Linked DNA regions of Salmo salar: region 2 is linked to region 1. The links are chromatin contacts, called in public Hi-C maps. All regions are on one chromosome and are shown on one strand. The core of a region is the stretch at or near the end of the contact, and the rest is flanking DNA. Distances in the headings are between cores, read along the strand shown. Region 1 holds the start of snx3 (sorting nexin 3). Region 2 holds the start of LOC106571796 (osteopetrosis-associated transmembrane protein 1).

Region 1 (2,939 bases), core at 162-2,661:
TATTTGGGAAACCCTTTTGTAGTCACGAGGATGGTGAGGAGGGCGTTGGGAAAAGTGGATGCAATCAAAGTAACCAGGAATGGTATGGTGTTGATATCATGTGTATCTAAATAGCAAAAGGAGCGTGCGTTGTGGCTTGCGAAAATATCGACAATTGAAGTGAACAGCATTGATTTTCGGAGCAGGGCACCAGTAAATTGTGTTATTTCTGCCGTCCGGTTGGACATTGATAATCAGTATCTTAGGCAAAAAATTCCATGAGTAGTTAATGCATGTCGCATGACCCGCTTGGAGAATGGGAAAAAGGAGCAAAGTGTATCTGTATTATTGATGTTTGATGAGTAAAGTTGGGATATATAACATATATAAGAGTGTTCGTGCAAAACCCAATGCAATGCAAGAAGTGTAAAAAGTTTGGCCATGTGTTAAGTGTTTGCCGACAGAAGGAATATGTTATTGAAGAGTCTTGAATGTAAAATGTTGCAACTGTGGTGGCGATCATATTACTGAATTCCCTGAGTGCCCTGTTAGGGTGAAAGAGGTTGAGGTGTCAAGGATCAGGGTTGTACAGCAAATCTCCTATGTGGAGGCGGTGAAGAGTGTTGAAGGGGTAAGAGGCCACAGTTCTGAAGAAGATATGGTGGTGGATGCACCGCAACCAGTTGCAAAGGTTATACTTCAATCAAGTGATCTGGATACACTTAATGTGAAAAATGTGGATTTTGTAGTATTTATAGCCATAGTTATTAATTGTACTGCACAAGTGTCCAATAAGATGGACATCAAGTCCAATAAGATGGACATCATTATATCTGCAGCTGAGAAGTTTTTGGGCCTCCACGACTTAATGGAAGAAGCACTGCAAGGACTACTGTCACCTGGAAATGCCCTGCCATCACAGGATCCTTCTGAGCCTGGGTAGGGACCTGATTAAAACAGAAAAGCAGGCTGATTCAGTTTAACATTTCGTAGTTTGTATGGGATTTTTTTACATGTATTTTTTACTACGCATTGTTTTCCTTTCAGGATCCTTATTATATACCCGTACAGTAGGTGGCGGAATGCACATATAAATGTTGCGAACGCCATTATACCAAAGAAGAAGAAATAACACGTCATTTCCTTTATAATAAACTACGTTTATGGGCGAATTATAAAGCCAATCAAAAGGGTTTACATGTAATATGTATTCCGTAAAGTGTATTTTGCTATACGTATGTAGCTATTTTGTTTAGTTTGTGGGGAATGAAATACAATACTTTACACAGCGCATATAACTCTGATTGGTCAATATTTCAGATAGTACACTTATCAGCCAAGAAAATGCAAATGCGCTGAGACATAGGTTGTAAACAAAACACAAGGAAGGTGCCAAGCGTCAGCTGCACCTCAGCTGATCGGAAGTGGAGCGCGCAACCCCAAACCATTGAGGCTAACTTAGCTAGCTAGTGAGGGAGAAATGGCTGATACCATAGCTGATACAAGGAGGCTATTCTCCAAGCCTCAGAACTTGAATGACGCGTATGGACCACCTAGTAACTTTCTAGAGATAGACGTGAGCAACCCTGAGACGGTCGGTGTCGGCAGGACCAGGTTTACCACGTATGAAATCAGACTAAAGGTGAGCAAACCATTATCTTGCTCTTTAGGGCAATGAACCTGGTCATCTTGATAAAGGGGATTGCGTTTAGCAAGGGTCACACTAAGAGATGTGTACCAGTCAGATATTAATAATATTCAAACGGTCAAATCAGTTATAGTAGCTAACGTTAGTTAGCCAACCAGCTTTTAAACACGGGGTAACTAGCTAACGTTAGCTGTTGTTAGCATACTAGTTAGCCAACTACTTGATGCTTTAATTCAACTAACGCGTAGTTATAGTGACATTTAACCAATGCAGCTGTATATTAAAACAATTCAACTAATTCTAGTGAGGTTGTCAAAGTATTGATACATTGTATCATTGCATGGGCCTCCAGTTATTTACGATTTCCTAGCCAACTGTCTTGCTAATTGTTAGCTAGCTAGATGTTATCTTAAGGAATGTGTCGCCAATGGCAAGTTACAAATATGTTGTTGAAGGTGGGGGACTTGTTTGTGTCTTGTTTGCAAGAGCTCCACGTCAAACAAGTCAGGGAGCCATGTAGTTAGCTACAGAAGCGAATTTGTATGATCTACTTGCTAGGCTATATTTACTAAAGTAACGAACCGTTAACAAATCCTTGTTGTGCTCCAGCCACACCTCTGTCATCGGGTGTAAAGGGTAGATAATGGTATTTGTCACACACAGAAGTAAAGAGCTTGACAAGGGCGTATTTAAACAGTCCATGAGACGTTAATGTAAAGTCTCTACCTAGAAACCGAGCTAGAGCTCAGAGTCCAGCTCCCTCATTCAGTGAAGAAATGTCTCTTCTCTTATGCCCTGACTCAAATCAAATGTATTTATATAGCCCTTCTTACATCAGCTGATATCTCAAAGTGCTGTACAGAAACCCAGCCTAAAACCCCAAACAGCAAGCAATGCACGGTGGCTAGGAAAAACTCCCTAGAAAGGCCAAAACCTAGGAAGAAACATAGAGGAACCAGGCTATGAGGGTTGGCCAGTCCTCTTCTGGCTGTGCCGGGTGGAGATTATAACATAACTTGGCCAAGATGTTCAAATGTTCATAAATGACCAGCATGGTCAAATAATAATAATCACAGTGGATGTCTAAGGTGCAACAGGTCAGCACCTCAGGAGTAAATGTCAGTTGGCTTTTCTCTACCGCTCCTGCTGTTTCTAGAGAGTTGAAAACACCAGGTCTGGGACAGGTAGCACGTCCGGTGAAGAGGTCAGGGTTCGATAGCCGCAGGCAGAACAGTTGAAACTGGAGCAGCAGCGTGGACTGGGGAGAGCAAGGAGTCATCATGCCAGGTAGTCCTGAGGCATGGTCTTAGAG
Region 2 (2,842 bases), core at 54-2,553, 140 kb after region 1:
GAAGCATTCATTCTATAATTTATGACATCATTCTGGTGAGCATGAGTTTATTTAGTCATCTAGGGCAAGATATCATAACAGAAGAGAAGCTGCATATCTAACTATAGACAAGTTGACTAACAAAAAGCAGTAGCATAGGCAATCTAAATCAGGCAACAACAAAAAATCTGCACCCCGTCATAAAATCTTTCCGCTGTCTGTTATTGTAGCCTGAGGTGCGGGCCTTAGATTTGCACATATTGTTGGGTGGTTGTGTAGAGTAATTAGCAATTGCGGGCAGGTGTGGGTGAACAAACAGCCGACCTTCGCACAAGTAATGTTTAGCTAGCCCGTGACACCGGCATGAGCAGTTAGCACCCACCGAACGACTTGGGAAACCCAGCTTCAGCTTGATTACAAATTAATTGGGAAAGAAATGAAAGCTTCACTAGCTACCAATCTATTTTAGTTTCACTGTCCGATCCTTCAAAAAATGAGCTTACTAATTGTTATTTTATACCTTTTCACAAACGGTCTGGTATGTGTTGCTTGATTTGAGCAAGTTAACCGAAATATATCAAAGAATATGACATGCGTCCACGACTAGTCAGTGGCTAGTGCGTGGCAGTGATCTAGCTAGCTAGCGTTACTTTTCAGTAATTAGCTGTCCTCCTAAATGCAGTCAAAGACTTGAACATGTTTGTCTGAAAACGAACTAGTCACCAGTGGTGAAATATGTCTAACCAGTTGGCTTATGTAGCCTGTGTGCCCATGAGCTCCCAAGTGTAGATACTAGCTAACTACCTAAAGCTGGCATGGGGCTATGGTTGGCTACTGTACTGGAGTGGCAGGTAGCCTAGCGGTTAGCGTGTTGGGCCAACCAAAAGGTTGCTGGATCGAAACGCTGACAAGGTAAACATCTGTACTTCTGCCCATGAACAAGGCAGTTAAACCACTGTTCCCTGGGAGGCCGTCAATGTAACTACAAATGTGTTCCTAACTGACTTGCCTTGTTAAAAGATATGTATGTATGTATGTATGTATGTATGTATATATATATATATATATATATAGTAACGACCCTGGGTTTATAAAATCTGCCACACGAACATGCTTTTGGGGCACAGTCAATAGCGCGCTGGACTTCGGGCAAGAAGGCCGAGGGTTCGAGACCTGCTCCCTGCCTGTTTCATTACAATATGGTTTCAGATCCGATGCAAGAGAAATTGTCCGCCATGTTTTGGTAAGGGCTTAGAGGGACGTCACGCACTCAAGAAGGCTCAACCAATCACTCGACAGGTTCTACATCGCGTGCTTTACACACCAGGAACAGGAAGTGATGGACTGTTATGAAGAGTGAGTTTTGGAATACAGTCACGGTTTGGAAGGTGCTTCTTCAAACATGTATATCTTCCAGGTGGCTGCGTTATTGATAGCGTTGCTATATTATGGCAATGCTCAAACGTTTACTGTCGCTGTGAACTCCACCATCCTGGGTTCAGAGTTGAGCGCAGACGGCTTGAAGCAGCTCGCTGCGGCAGTGGCGTCGCAGTCGCCCGTGTTTCAGCCTAGCCGCGGTTCCTATTTTTCTCTCAATCTGTTGTCGGCGTTTCCAGAAGATCTGGAGGTCAGCGATTACTGCGTCGAGCTGCTGGCTATCTTTGGGCAGCGATATTCAACATATGTGAATTGTTTGGTGTCCGCCGCGCGTCCTGTCAAAGTGTGCCAAAATTGTTATGGCACCTACGACAACCTTATGGAAATTTACACAAACATATCATCAGACCAGGTAGGCTAAGTAAGTTAGCATTTGTGTTTTCTCAGTGGACTTCTTTGAGTTTATCATTGTGTTTTTAATATTATGCGTTTCGATGTTTTTGTCCTGTGCTGCGGGTTAATTAATATATATCATCTATGGGTTAATACGTGCGCCATTGTCACATGCGTCATGGGACCGTTGCTAATGCGCCTCTGGTTGCAGTATAACATGTATAGTGGTGAGGTGTGTACTGTGTAGTAGGGGGAAATAGGAGATCACAAGACTAGCCATCCTAGTCACATGCCTGGTGACTAGGAGAACAAAAGCCACGACTGACTGTTGCCATAATGGGCGTTAAATAGGTATTCTATAGCCTAGTGGCAATGTTTTGCCACATCAATTTCTCAGTACTTTAAGCTGTATCCATTGAATCCTCAATATAAGAATCTAATTAGTAAGGCTAAACAATAGGGATGGTAAACGCCCTCATTGAGACTGCTTGTGTGTCTGTTTCCAGATGGGCCCAGGGAATGTGAGCTGCAGAGACAGCCTCCTGCGTTCTGATAGGCTGATGTTGGTGTTCCTGCTCTACAACAACCTGAAGGACATCTGGACTGGTTCAGAATGTAACAGTAGGTGGACTGTCTTATATTATAAACACATGAAGCTTTTTTTCCTATTGCTGATATGTATACCAAACATTAGGAACACCTTCCTAATATTGAGTTGTATCTCCCCACCCCCTTTGCCCTCAGAACAGTGTCAATTCGTCGGGTCATAGACTCTACAAGGTGTCGAAAGCGTTTCACAGGGATGCTGGCCTATGTTGACTCCAATGCTTCCCACAGTTGTGTTAACTTGGCTGGATGTTCTTTGGGTGGTGGGCCATCCTTGATACACATGGGAAACTGTTGAATGTGAAAAAATCCAGCAGTGTTGCAGTTCTTGACACAAACTGGCACCTACTACCATACCCCGTTCAAACACACGTGTCTTGCCCATTCACCCTCTGAATGGCACACGTACACAATCCATGTCTCGATTGTCTCAAGGCTCAAAAATAATTTAACCGGTCTCCTTCACTTCATCTACACTGAGCTGAAT

What was found. Hi-C and Micro-C count contacts between places; a contact is called where the count stands out from the background.
Region 2: a Hi-C map of gill shows a contact between it and region 1, with 3 times the contacts expected there. The contact joins the promoter of LOC106571796 here to the promoter of snx3 in region 1. A contact is called at or near these places in 2 of 3 Hi-C or Micro-C datasets (gill and muscle).

Annotation. Positions count from the first base shown.
Region 1 is chrssa15:59,671,953-59,674,891 of Ssal_v3.1, forward strand. It overlaps snx3 (sorting nexin 3), which reads left to right and starts at 1,412. Exons shown (of 4, transcript NM_001141411.1): 1 at 1,412-1,621. The coding sequence starts at 1,460.
Region 2 is chrssa15:59,809,670-59,812,511 of Ssal_v3.1, forward strand. It overlaps LOC106571796 (osteopetrosis-associated transmembrane protein 1), which reads left to right and starts at 1,304. Exons shown (of 6, transcript XM_014145254.2): 1 at 1,304-1,768; 2 at 2,256-2,370. The coding sequence starts at 1,382.